2 separate regions of the Gossypium hirsutum genome follow, and region 2 is linked to region 1. The links are chromatin contacts, called in public Hi-C maps. All regions are on one chromosome and are shown on one strand. The core of a region is the stretch at or near the end of the contact, and the rest is flanking DNA. Distances in the headings are between cores, read along the strand shown.

What was found. Hi-C and Micro-C count contacts between places; a contact is called where the count stands out from the background.
Region 2: a contact with region 1 is called in a Hi-C map of leaf, with 2.5 times the contacts expected there. The contact joins the promoter of LOC107946715 here to the promoter of LOC107906161 in region 1. A contact is called at or near these places in 2 of 34 Hi-C or Micro-C datasets (leaf and petal).

The regions. Positions count from the first base shown.
Region 1 is chrA08:67,723,411-67,730,911 of Gossypium_hirsutum_v2.1, reverse strand. It overlaps LOC107906161 (BAG family molecular chaperone regulator 1), which reads right to left and starts at 2,950. Exons shown (of 4, transcript XM_016833099.2): 1 at 1,880-2,950; 2 at 1,544-1,791; 3 at 1,307-1,453; 4 at 473-1,174. The coding sequence starts at 2,108. The coding sequence ends at 791.
Region 2 is chrA08:68,168,833-68,176,333 of Gossypium_hirsutum_v2.1, reverse strand. LOC107946715 (dof zinc finger protein DOF1.8) reads right to left here and starts at 2,819. Exons shown (of 3, transcript XM_016881181.2): 1 at 2,513-2,819; 2 at 1,923-2,014; 3 at 623-1,838. The coding sequence starts at 2,536. The coding sequence ends at 1,217.

The DNA.
Region 1 (7,501 bases), core at 1,701-4,200:
GAGGTAAAGGCGATGAAACTATCAGTCTTCTTGTTGTTTACTCCATCTGGATGTGGCCCTGCTTCTGTTTCTTTATGTTGAGTAGGCTAAAATGCTCCAGACTTCGACCAAACAAGGAAGCTAACGTACTTCTGAAATTGAAATCACTTTACCTTTGTAAAAACAATCATCTCCTGCTTCCTAACCCACATTACTTTTCCTTTAATGTATAATGATTATATATATGGTTCATTCAATCCACTGTCATTATTTCCTCTGCACTTTTTATCATACATGGCTTCCTCTTATTGGACGTGTTAGTTATGATATTACTGAATTCCGTTCCACATAATATTGCCCTTTTTGTCAGTATATATAAAATAAAGACTAAATAGTAGTATGTTCTTAATTTCCTTCCATTAGGTCTTTCTTTTTTCCCATTTGGTCTAGAAATAGAGATACTGATATATTACACATTACTAACAATATAGGGTTGGTAATCATCAAAAGGAAGAATATGAATTCAAACACAATAAAGCTATAGAGGAGAATTAACAGTTTGGTTTCAACAGTCTATAATCATCATAGTAATTAGTAATCACTATGGTGGAGGAAGCCCCGTTTATTTTATGGTGAACTGAATGGCAGATTAGAAATTAAGGGTGCAGTTGCCCAACAATATCTAAGTACAGAAAGAATGGAAGAAAAAGAAGAAGATGATGATAACAAACCCAAGTGAAAGGCAAACCGAAGCACATCCACACACACACACACCAGAGAAAAATAGAGCAGAGACGTGGCATAGTGCTGCTTAGTCAAAGAAGTCCCAAGGGAATTTTGGCGGGACTGAATTATTGGCGGTTGATGTGGATGCTGAGGGAACCGGGAACGATGTTGGGGAGGTATCAAATGTCTCCCAGTTCGTGGTGACTACGACGGGCCCCGATGCTGATTGGTGGTGTTGTTGATGGATTGGCAAATGGGCAATTGAGTTGCTCGATTGCTGCTCTTGAATTGGTGCTAGTCTTTGCCCGTTAAAATGCCTAGGCTTTTGCTCTTGGGTTGGGGCTAGTTTTTGCCCATTTGTATGCTTGTGTTGATTTTGGATTTCCATTTGACCTCCATTGTTGCTTGGCATAGCGTTTTTAATCTTCAACATATCCAATGTTTCAACATATTTTTGAACTCTTCTCACCTTCAACAATGCCGAAAGGCAAATCAGTATGGCTCTAAGTCCCAAAGCAAAGCAAATATACATTTTATCTTTTTAATTTTGAATAATCAACGGATATGGGTTCGCTTTCGGCAAATCGGGATTCTTAAGTACCTGCATTTTTCTTTGCAGCTTGACATCTCCATCGGCTGTAATCCCATCTAATTTAAGCAACTGATTCATCAGCAGCTCAATCGAATTAATCAAGTCTTTCTCCGCTACTTTCCCACCTTTGGTGATTATTGTTTCAAAAGCTGACACCTAGGCAATATCCAACCAATATGATTTAAACTAAGAAAAATAATGCATAATCTTATAAATTATTATGAACCAGTACTGAATAGTATGTACCTGGCCAGCAAGCCTATCAACTTCTTGGGAGATGGATTTAGAAGCCTTCTCTATCTTAGCATTCTTTCTGGTCTCCAATAACCTCTTTTCTTGACTAATTGGGTCTTCAACTAAAACAATTTTGGACTTGTCCTTCACACCTGCCATGTCTAGAAAAGCTTTGGAATCCCTCTCCTTGTCTTTGTATAATAGCTTTTGATCTTGATGGTGTAATCCTGTTGGCCCTGTCAGCATCTTCTTCAACTCCCCTGCCACACAATCCAAAGTAACTTTAATTGGTCTATTAGAGGTTATTATTATTAGTATTATTATTATTGTGAAAGATGAGAAATTTACCGAACGTAGCTTGAGAACTGATACTGATTTCGTGGTAGATGGAGCCGTATTTGACTCTAACTCTAATAGTCGGTGGTGGGATGGAATTTCGATCGGAGGCCGGGTTTCGCTTTTGTACCAACATGCCTCCGGGTCTAAGCTCCAAATCATGAGCAGCCGATTCACCTCTACCGCCACCGCCACTTGCCACCGGGGCCAACCCTGTTGCTTTTGTCTTCACTCTCATCATTTTCTTTTAACTACGATATGTTTCGTTTCTGTTACTAAAACAAAAACAAGAAAGAAAATTTTCTACGGAGGGGAGGGGGAGATTGTTTTAGATCTTCAGAAAGAGTGAAAGCAAGCGATCTGTATCAGAAATCATGTAGAGCCATTTTTAAGACTTAAGGGGATGTTTTTACGAAAGGTTCTTAAGAGTCCCACCCCAGCATTATACGAGTCCAATTCCAACGCCCACGCGTATTTACAAAGACAACCAAAAAAATAGAAAGCAGACCAAACCAAAGCAAAGACACGAAGGAAACTCCAACTCTTCGACTTCTCCCTTTTACAATGGCGTCTTACCAAAGCCAATAAGAAAAAGAGAAAATCATCGATTCTTTCCCTGCAAGAAAACCAAACTCAACTCCTAGATCGCTGACACAAAAAGAAAGAAACATCAGATCTCTCCAACGCAAATGTAGCAAAAATATACAACGATGCTACGAGAATCTCCCACTTTTTCACAACAAAAAGACTGGAAAAATCAAATGTCCAACGGTGGGGAAAGACTATAATATGGAAAATGAACAAATTTCTTTCCAAATTATGAATCTGTTTCTTTTTCTCTCCATCCTAGTAGCTCTGGGATACTCATGGAAGAATATGGAAAACGAAGAAGAAAAAAAGAATATGAATAAAAAACGAGTGGACAGCTAATTGAGCAGCTTTACGACCTTAAGAAACAGATTATATAAATGTTTATTTTTTATATATTGAAAAATAGTATAAATAAAAAATAAATATACTTTTATGTTTTAAATTTACGGGGAAAATGAAAGGCAAACAAACAACGAAGCCGCCAAATTGTGCAAAAGATTGAGAAAAAAATTATTCTTTTACCAAAGTTTGGATCTTAGGTACTATTCTGCTGCGACACGATTTATCTTATAAAAGAACCGGTTGATCATTGGTACTTGCACACGTATAGCGATGAGGGTATATCGGGAAATTTATTATAATTTTGCAACAATTCCAATCATTGACTTGATAATTATATTGACATTTCAAACACGTGGCAGTTTAAAGAAATCGGTCGAAGTTGAACAAAGCAAAATTAAAAAGAAAAGCAAATGTAAATAATTTTAGTACGCAAATTATTTAAATTAAAAAAATACAAAAAGGTTTATCATAAATTTTAATAAATATAACATCAAATAAATGAAGGGTAAATTATATTTAATGTTACTAAACTATTAGTAAATTTATTTTTTGGTCACATAATGATCACTAAAGTATTTAAAAAAATTCATTTAAATGATTGAGATATTAAAATCATCGTTGCATAGTATTTTTATTCATATCGTCTGCACAAATCGAATGTTATTTTCTCATTCTTTTTTACATTTTAGTTTTATTTATGCAACAATTTTGAACATTATGAATTTGTAAACTAAAATTCAAACAATTTACTTCTCCTATCTCTGACATAGATTGTCAAATCGACTTGTATCTAATATATGTTCATCTACTTGTCGATTGACACTAATCTGCGTACCGATCATCGAATTATTATTTGGAGCTCGTTAGTCAAACCTTTTAAAAGAAAAATGCTTAATAGTGTAGTGACATAAATAAAAACTTTTAAACAATTCGATAACTTAAATAAAAAATTTTGAATAATTCAATAATTATTTTGTAATTTTTGAAGTTAAGTGACTAAAATCTGAACTAATTAATTTTGAACAAAGAATGAATTTAAAATAATTTAATAAATGAGATTATGAACTAAAAAGACTATAATGTTGAAAATAATCTAGTTTATCGATTTTAATATAAAAAATAATATAATAAGCAATATCTTTTTATTTTATATAACAAAATTAAATATTATTTCCCATCTTAGATATATCTAATATTTATTTTTCAAATCATGTTTTTTAAGACCACCTCAACATTCACGAGATGTTAAGCTCCTTTGTTTTGGTTAAATGACATGTGCAAAATTAATTGCCCAAACATTTTATGATAATGAAATATTCTGAACTCAACACTAGTGAGTGTCGAAGTGCTACTAACAACTTCTCGGGATTCCCCTAAAAAATATTGAAATTTACAGTTATAGAGAGGGAATTGATGTGATGGAACAAGAACTCAACTTTTGTGGATGTTGAATTCATGGATGATTTTTAATGAAGAAGTCGACACATATAGGCATTGACTTCAAACATGCTTAAGCTAACCTAAACATTTCCCTTCTCCTATAAATTGTGTGGTATCATTTGGGGGAAAAGTAAAAAATAATGTAAATATTTGTTAAAATTTTCTCATTTGTAATCCTTTAAAAGAATTTCACTATGTGCAAAGTTTCAGTATCTCATGTAATTAGTTAAATGCTTTTTTTTTCATAATGCATAAATTAGTGGTATAACAGATGTGATTTGTTTTTATAATCAATATTATGTAATGATCAAATCATTGTTATTAAGGAAATTTTTATGTTATTATTGGTGTTACGCTTGTTGAATATGTTCTAGGTATGGAATAAGGAAATTGTGCTATTATATATAGTTGTCATGGTAGTAAATTAGCATTAATGTTGTGACTACCATTGTTATTAGCAATTATTGAAGTTGTTAATGTTTTTTGTAATATTTAACAATTTCAAGATGATATATTGATTCTTGGTACAAATTCATTTAAATAGAAATATGTATTCAATTGATGATGGAGTCATATTCCAATCGGTTCAACATTCAACATGATCTTTAACAGTGATGTTTCCTTGGACAACAAGAAAATGAGGACTTTGAGGAAAATTTAGGCTGGAAATATTAAGTGCATGTATGAAAATACAGTATAAATACATTGCGGCAGATCTTAATGATAATAAAGATATTAAGACTATGCTGTTTGGACACCAAGAAAAGTGAGGATGTTACTATGGAGTTGTTGCTAGAGGTCGAACTTATTCTCCATATTAGGTATGGGATTTTGAATTACACAAGTGCATCGACTATACCAATCCCTATATATTGTCTAAATATTCCATCACTTTTGGATTGTTTCCTTTTTGGATTTCTACACATCGAGGTCCACGATGCTAGAGATTCCCCATGTCAAATATTCATGGTCCCTATGATGGAAAAATCAATTTATTTTATGTACAACTAAATTTTTAAAATTTTCTAAAATCAAGTTTGTTGTGTTATTTATAACAATAAATTTTAACATGAATATATTTGTGAATTGTACAAGGTAGTCTAAAGTTGGCCTCAACTTTCTACTGATGACCTTTTCCACTATTCTTAAACTACGAACTGCTTTGAGTGTGGGCTCAAAGTTTATTGAATCAATTGGACAAAATGAAAAATTTCATTAACTTTTAATAGGAAAGTTAATTCTCTCTATAACTAGAACCTATGCGATTTTCTCATAAAGTAGATTTTATTTTGTAAAATAAATTGTCACTTTTTTGGACAAAATAATGGTGTCTAAGAAGCATTATAAATTGCTTAATACATAGTTCCTATTTATAAAGAAAACGTACAAGAATTATGTTCAAATAAGACTTGATTAAATAATAATATTTAATAGAAAATACAATTTCTACTCCAATTAAAAGTATAGGGGGTGGCAACATGACCTAGTAAATACTAAGGTTTGTCGCCCCTTATAGTAATCAGGCCTAGGTTAATTATATTTGTTACCTAAACTTTTACCTAACACTTATAATTTATCTAACTCAAAATTTATTTTTTATTTCTCAAAAGATGATTTATTTAACCAATTAATTTAATTATTAGATTAATTGGATTAATTTCTCAATTAAATAAATTTTTGAACCCAATTCTAATTCCATTAAAGTCATAGAAACTTTACCGTAACATAATTTATACGAAAATTATATTTAATTTCCTTATTCAACAAATTCATGATGATTAATTAAATTAATTTCATCTTCAAACTTCAATTATTTAATTATAATTAATTAAATAATAATTTGAAGAACCTTGAATTATTTCCTAAGTTCTTTTCAGTACTTTAGCGAGAAAATGTATTCACTGCAAATAGTGATATATACGATCTATTTCTTTTAGTCTATCATTTTCATTCATTTCATATTATTGGTTCTACATGCAATTCGTTTATGTTATCTTGAGCTAGCTAAACTACCGTCAAATATAGTAGTCAATTCAAGTCAATTACGCACTTAATGAGTTTGGTTTCTAAGAAATTTAGTATTTTATATTTCATTTTCGGTAGTTAGGCCTTAGGATAAAATATTAATAAAATAAGTGTTTTTTTAAACACATTTTGTAAGTGTTGTGACCCAATAGGCCGAGACGAGAGCTAATGTGTTTAATTGAGTGTGTAAGATGAAGATATAGAGGCCCAATTGACATGGAAACAAGGGACAAGTGATGCATAAGCTTCTTGGGACATCAAAGCACAAAAAAAATGTCACAAGACAAGAAGTGGGTGCCGTGTCGTGCCACGCAAAGGGTATGGCACGACACATGTCGACGTTCTGCCCATGTTTATTGGGATTATTTTTGCCCACGCAATCAAACTTATACGAAAACCTAGAACGTGCCAAAGGCTTAATTTGGGCTGCCAACACCTTTATAAATAAGACATTAGGGGTTGAATGCAATTAACTCATCCTAGACTCCTTCAGAAACCCTAGTAGTTTAGAATATATTTAGTTTATTTTTCTTTTCGAGTTTTCATAACTTTCTTATTTTTCCTTTTGAATTAGTTTTGATTTAAGAGTTTTTTTTTTATATTATTCAAGAATTTCAGTTTATGTTCTTTTGCATTTGATTTATTACTTTATTCCAATCGAGAAATTTGTTATTCTATTCCCTATTTGATATTCAATCCACAATTATTCAAATCTATTTTCTCTTTCGAATCAATCATGTTCTTTACATGGTTTATTCAATCAGAGTTGAGATCATGAATAACATGAGTGGTTAAATCCCTTAGAGGAGATTAACAAATGGATAAGGATATGATTAACGGAGGATTTAGGGTTTCTCGAGAGGGATTAGGTGGTATGAATTACTTGTGCTTAAACCACTAGGATTGACAACCTTATGAAGTTATCATAAGCAAGACGAGGTTGGGAGATAAGTCAAACAGTAAATCATAATTTATCCTAGTTCACAAAGTGAGGTCAGGAGATAAGTGAGTATCAACCAATAGATTAGTTAATAATTGGTTAATCGGTAGTTAGTCCACCCTGAAATCCTAATCTAAAGTTAGTTACAAACCCTGAAGCAAGTTAATATTTCAGTTTGGTTTATTGATTTAATTCGTCTGTTTATTTTTCTTTATTTATTTCTTTTTGTTATTTATTTTTTATAGTCCCTTAATCTATTTTATGGTTTATAGTAATATAGGAATTAAGTACTACTG
Region 2 (7,501 bases), core at 1,570-4,069, 450 kb before region 1:
ATTATATTTTTCATCATAAATATAATTTAATTCTTAACCCTAAAAAAATTTTCTAATCTCGGCCCTATTCGCGTGGCTATCTCTAAATGATTTTGCGAGGATGGTGGAAATTATTCTTAAGCACCGCTCCCAAGGAGAATGTTTGTGGGCCCTCTCCACTACATGGAAATGCACCTAGTCAAAGCTGCTAAGAGCTTCTTTGTCTTCGAATTCACATGTGTATTAGGGTTTACTGGTTTACGAATATAACTTCATGGACATGAAGTACTTTGCTATACAAGAAAAAACAAATGCATCTAAACACATGTAGCCTAACTAGATCAAGAATCAATATTAATGACCCTAACACTTCTGTTCATTTAAAATAAAAAAGAAAAAGGTATGTGCTAAGGCTGCATTAGAAAGTGGAAAAGCATGGGCAGGGATGGGGTCAGACCTAACATAAGTAATTCATTTTTTCTGGGTTATTCCTTCTCAAAATAGTACACTTGCTAATGAAGGATTGCTTTTTAAGGCTGGGGAGGAGTTGGAAGAATCTCTCAAAACCCAGAAGTTGCTGATAGGACCCGACATTTTATGACCTGTTTGTCAAGCCAAAAAGAGAGAAAGAGAAACAAAAAAGTAATGCTGCAGAGGACTGACGCCCATCTTTCCAACTCACTCAACCTCAACCAAAATACTAATACACAATCCATGTTTATAACTAACTACACCAATCACAATTTCTTAATTCAACCAAAGTCATTATCTGCTCATCAAACTGCTAATTACATTGTTTTTCGGCTACCTAACAACATGGCACACAGTATTAGAAGATCAACAACCAGGGTGTAACCAAAATCATAGTGCAATCCAATCCCAAGCAGCAGCAAGTAGCCAAGAACTTTTAGTTCCTCTCGTCTTTTCGATTGCCTGGTGCCTAGTCGCATAGTTTACTGCTCTTTTTATATTTATGCACACACACACCACTTGATGTCAACCTTTTGAAGCCATCCTAAAAGAAGCTTCAAACACCCACACTGATCAAAGAGTAGAGAAAGGTACTACTACAGTACAACAATACAAGTAAAAAGGGTATCAAACGAGCTCGTAAAAAGCTAACCATTTCCCCAAAAGTACCTGCTGTTAGTAATCAAACTAGTCACCGATTATGTAAGAAGGAAAGCATGAAGTCTACCTTCGTCCTGTTAAACCATGTTACTTTTGGCTGTTCCTATCACCAATGTCCTCCCCCCAACATCCCACTCCAGTAACCGGTAGATTCTCCCTGTCCTCTATTCTGCTCCAATTCGTTAGCATTGCTCGGAACCTGCTTTAATTCCTCCATAGGAAAGAAAAGCCTTGCACCACTTTCCTCGACCCCTTTAAGATTCCCGAAGCCAGTTTCCAGTCCATCAAGGGAAAAATTCAGAGTCGGTTTGAAGTCTTGCATTGGAAACCCACTTGAGTATACCGTATTAGAATCAGAAACCGACATCGACATGAACGAACTCAAGCCTCTTGAACTAATACCAGTCTTCAAGAGCTCCATAGCATTGAGATGAGTTGAAGAGGAGGTAGAGTTCTGATGGTTGCTTTTGTGGCTATAGGGCACCTCAACGAACTTTGGCAAGCTATTATAGTCCTCAGTTGGTGGTGGGTAAGCTAGGTTAAGGTCTTGACCTTCATGGATTTTAGGGTTTTGAGGAGTAGGTGGGGTTGTTAGATCACCAAGCTTTTTAGATGAAGCTGCTGCTGGTGGTGGTGGTGGTGGTGGTGGTGATGATAAAGCCCTCTTGTTCTTCCTTGAACCACCTCCAACAGGAACATTCCTGAGGGAACCACCTTCAGTCCAATACCTTCGACAAGTTTTGCAGAAATATCTTGGCTGAGAAAGACTGTAGTTATTATAATAACAAAACTTGGTGTTGGTTGAATTGCACCTGGGACAGTTCAAAGCTTGATCGTTTTGAGGTCTAGTCCTTCTCTCCACCATACCTCTTGAAGCTTCCATGGGCTTAACTACCTCAATTCCCTGAAATTTTTAAAAAGACAAAAATAAACAAAAGAAAGGGGAAAAAGCCATGACTTCATGATCAAAGAAAGGTGTTTTGTTTCACAAAGTAAATAGATTTAAAAAAAAAAGAGAGATGAAATAAGAAACAAAACAAGACGGAGAAAAGCAAAGGACGCTGCTTTGTAGTCGAAAGATTATACAACCAATAAAAACAAATAAAAATAGTATTTTTTTTATCAGATGGTGGAAAAAGAATGAAAAAGAAAAGTGCAGTACTTTCCCAAAGGAAAAAAAAAATGAAAGATCTTAAACGACAGCAACATAAATTCAACCATTAGTGGTGGCTGAACAACATCATCTCATAGCAAAAAAATGCGAAACCTTAAAGCAAGTAATCAACGAAAAAGAAGCCTCAAAACTCAAAGGTATTAGCTTTTAAAAACTCAACCCAGGAAAAAGAAAATCATGATTTCATGTGAAGAAAAATAAAAAAAGAAAAAGGAGACCCTTATATACCTGCGGCCTCTGAGCAGTATCCATGGATAAAAGAGTGAGAAAAAGGTGGAAAAAGAAAGGGAAAAGCTATGAAGTATTCAAAGAGATGAAATTACCTACTTCGCTAGGGAAAAGCTGGTCTTAAAAGCCAAAAAAACTGAAACACAGAGAAATTTGTGGTGAGGTTCCATGTGCTGGCCTACTACTAATATGATATGAAAGAGAGAGAAAGAGAGCGCACTTGAAACAGGGACACATTTGTCAGCTGCTGTTATTTCATTATCATTAGAAAAGAGGAAAAAAAATGGTATTATAACATTATACAAATGGGAAATTCGTGTACATTGCTTGCATACATGGGTTTTTTGGTTTTCTGAATAAAAAGGATTCTTAAATACTTGCAGTAGTCAATTACTTATCAATCTCGTTCTTTGTTGGGATGTGTTAGTGCGTTTACGCTGTAGACTTTAGTTGGTTCTTTTCTGACCAGAGAGAATGAAACTTGAAGAGTGAGATTCCTCTCAGCGTTGAAAAATCTGGAACGAACCTGTCGGTTGGATTAGTTTAAAATTGTTCTTTAAAATATTTTCAAATTATACAACATTATATTGTTGGATTTTTTATATGAAAATGGTAGATTTTATTTAGTTACTTATCGAAATAGTGTTAGGGATATTTTATTCTACTAAAAATATAATTTTATCATTTTAATAGTTTATATTTTTATAATTTTTAAATGATTAAATTAATTTTTTATCATTTATTAGGGATAAAAGTGTAATTTTATCGTTATTAATTTAAAATTTTATAAATTATAAAAAGCGTAAATGAAAAAAATCATTTCAGGAGAGTCCAGGGCCCCTGTCAGCCCCCTCTTGGCTCTATCGCTGGGGATATCATAACATTCATAGTTATGATTTTGAAAAGGAAAAAAAAATTAAGTAAATTATATCAACAGTTACTCAACTTTCAAAAAATAACAAATTAGTCAACCGTACCATTTTCCGTTACATCTTGACCTGTTATTTAACCAGCTACGTGACCATCCTAGCTGTTGTTTAAAGGGCTAGTTGGACAGTACAAGCAGGAGACTAGAAAGAAGAAGAAGAGTGATAAGTGATAAGTGATAAGTGATAAAAGTAATATATTTTAATCTCATTCTTAAAGTATTTTTGGATGATTATTTATTCAAATTAGTGAATTTTATGCTGCTAATCATTTCAATTCATGTTTCTATACTTAGGAGAGCATTTGGGAGTAAAATGAGCGAAAAGCAATCTAAAATCGGACAAATAAAGTAGATTTCAGGAGCCACACGAGCTGGACACGCGGCCATGTGCCAGATCATGTCGATTTCGCAAGTTGCATTCTAAACACGCAGAAAAACATAATTTTTAGGCTTTTCGGGCATTCTAAAGTTTATAAATACCAAATAGAATAAGAGAATAGGGAGCCATCAAAGAGTATTGAAGAAAACAACTTGAAGAACACCATTAAAATCAACTTTGAAGCAGATTTCCATCATGATTGAAGATTTCTTTTTAATTTCTTTGAAGTTCTTTATGATTTTCTTTATCTTTTGTGGTTATATTGATTTTGAGATGTTTTTATTTACAATTATGAACTAATTCTCTAGATACCTAGGGAAGATAAACTTTATGGTGAATTCTATTATTTGATTTCTTTTTATACGTGATAAATACTTAATTCTTGTTCTTAGTTATGTGTGTTTATCTCTTGTTTTAATATTTTTCGAATATTATTTCATGTTTAATGTGCTTAAATTAGAGGAGGAAAAGTCCCTGTTTAAGAGTAGATCTAGCATAATTAAATGGAGTTGCATGCAATCTTAGAAATATGACGACATAAATCTACCGGATTAGAGTCAAATCTAATAGGGAATCAATAGATCAAATTAATGCGATAATAGGGGTTTTAATTAGAAAGAAATTCCAATTAATCAACCTAGAGTCAATTGCTCTTACTCTTAAAAGAGGTATTAGCTTAATTTAGGGATTTTTACGAATCAAGATACAAAGTGAATAAATCGTTTAATTCATATTCATAATGATAGATGAAGTCTAGGTGGATTCTTTCCTAGGTATTGTTTAGCTTCTTGGTTATTATTAAATTATTTTCCTGATTTATTCTCTGTTGAGTTCTTTAGTTAATTAATTTAGTATATTTTAGCTTAAACCGATCACTCCAATTCTTCAGTTAAATAATAGGAAAACGGTAATTACTAGTACTTTTAGTTCTCGTGGATACGATATCTCTACTCACCGTAGCTATACTATTTATCGATTGGTGTGCTTGCCTTTGTCGTATTTTTAATTAGTTTCGTGACTATCAATTTTTTTGGCGCCATTGTTGGGGACTGAAATATTAGGAAAACTTTATTTCTATTAATTTAGCCATTTTTATTTTATTTTGTTTTAATATTTTTGTTTTAATTTAATTTTTACATTTTAATTTTTCTTTTGTTTGCTTCTAGCAGGTTCTTTTGGTTTATGACTAGAGGAAACCCATCGGGACCATTACTTTTTGACAATAAGGTTGGAAGTACTGCTAGCAGAAATCATAAAGAGGCTAGAAAAGCAAGACAATGTGAATATAATATAGTAGACGAACAAGAGGAAAACAATATTATTGAGGAGATGGGTGACAATCAAAATATTCAACTGCCTCCTGTAGATCCTGTTCATCGTACTATGTATATTATATGTAACAACCCGATTTTAGCTAAATCGAAATAGTTGTTTTGAAACCACAAATCCGATGTTAAAAAATTATTTTAATATTATTTTTGGCGTTTACAGCATGTGATTTGATATTTGTAAAAATTTTGTGAGCTAATTTTATCGTTTTGATTGCTCAATTTGAGAAAAAGGACTAAATCGCGTAAAATGAAAAAGTACCGTTCTATTAGCTAAAGGTGTTAAACAACTATAGAACCTTAAATTTTAAGTCCTTATGAGGTAAATAGTCCAATTGTGAGTTAGTGGATGATATTTGGTTTGGCATTTGTGTAAATATGAATTATTTTTAATGGTAAAGTAGTAAAAAGACAAATAAAGGTTAATAAAATAAAAAAAATGAAATTTGTTACCATCTTTCTCACTTGGAACCAAAATTGGAGAAGAAGAAACCCAAGGAATCAAGTTTTCCATTAGGTCACTTTGAATCGTTGATTAAGGTACGGTTTTAGCTCGGTTTTTGATGATTTCTATGTTTTTGTAACCGTTACAGCTCAATCTAGTTAGCCCGCACCTTTAATTTTGAAACCGTTTAAGATTTTGAGAGTTTCCATTGTTGAATCCATGTGTTCTTTGATGTTTAATGTTGAAATATGAAAGCTTGATGATAGTTTTACATGTTTTGTTAAGTGATTTTTTGACAAAAATATCAAAAAGGGATTAAATTGTGAAATATGCAAATTGAGTGGTTGAAATGTGAAATAAATGAAATTTTTGGGCCGCTAAGGGCACTATGGTAAATCGGCCAAGCTTGGGCTTATTGAAATTATGTGAATTTTGTGTATTTATTAAATAGAGACTAAATTGTAAAAATGTGAAAATTTAAGGGCTAATATGCAAATATGCTTAAGTGTGTGTTATTGACTAAATTGAAAGAACATGTGATTGAATAATTTAATTTTTAATATATATAGCTCAAGAAAAAAAGAATTCGAATTGAGATCGGGGGAAAAGTAAGGTTATCGAGTAGTCGACTCGATCCGTCAATTCCAAATACGAGTTAAGTTCGTATGCAATGAGCTTATTTATAATTGTATTTTATATGCTTTGATATAGCATGAATTGTAATTATGTGATTACGAACAAGTTCAGGAATGATTCGACAGTAATTCGGAATTACTCAAGGAAAGCCGATTGGTCCATATCAAAAGCCGGATTCATCATCAAGACTGAAGATCTCCCTTCAATTTTCATTCAGGGGTTTTGTGTTTTCTTTATGTTTTGTATTCATTATTCTTCTGAGATGTTTTCTTCTATAATTATGAACTAAACCCCCTAAATACCTAAGGGGAATGAAACCTAAGACGGATCTTGTTATCTGAATTGTATGATAAATATTTGACTTGTTCTTAATTATGTGTTATTAATTCTTGTTTTAATATTCCAGGATATTGATTCGAGTTAATGCTCTTATTCAGAGGAGGAATAGACCCTGTCTAAGAGTAAATTTGCCATAATTAAGCGGAGTTGATTGCACACCTAGAGATAGGGTGATAAGATTTAGCCGGATTAGGGTGAAACCTAATAAGGGGATCCATAGATCGAGTTAAAGCAACACTAGGGCGTTAATTAGAAAGAGATTTCAATTAATCAACCTAGGGTTAGACGTTATTAGTCTCGAGAGAGATAATAATATAACTTAGGGATTTCTACGGATCAAGTCAAATGAATAAATCGTCTGATTCAGAGTCAAATAACAAGTGAAGTCTAGGTGGATTTTTCCTTGGGTATTGTCTTAATTAATCGAGTTTTCCCAAAAGCTTTTTTCCAATTTTCTCTCTGTGCACTCTCAGTTTAGTTAATTAGTTTAGATAAACAAATCTCTTAATTTTTAGGCTAGATAATAAATAGAAAGTAATTACTAGTACTCTTGGTTCCTTTGGGTTCGACAATCCCGTCTTGCTAAAGCTATACTACTGTTCGATAGGTACGCTTGCCTTCATCGTGAAAATAGTTAGTTTCAAGAACAATTAATTATAAATTTTTAAAACCTGTCGCGAATATCACGTATCAAGTTTTTGGCACTATTGCCGGGGAACTAGGATATTAGGAACACTCGATTTTTATTACTTTATCCATTTTACTTTTATTACTATTTAAATTTTTATTCTCTTTTCTAATTCTTCATTTATTTTCTTCTAACAGGCTTTTTCTAGTTTATGATCAGAAGAAACCCGTCAAGACCATTACTGTTTGATAGTGAGATTGATCGCACAGTTTGCAGAAACTAAAGAGAAATAAGGCAAAGCTTAAG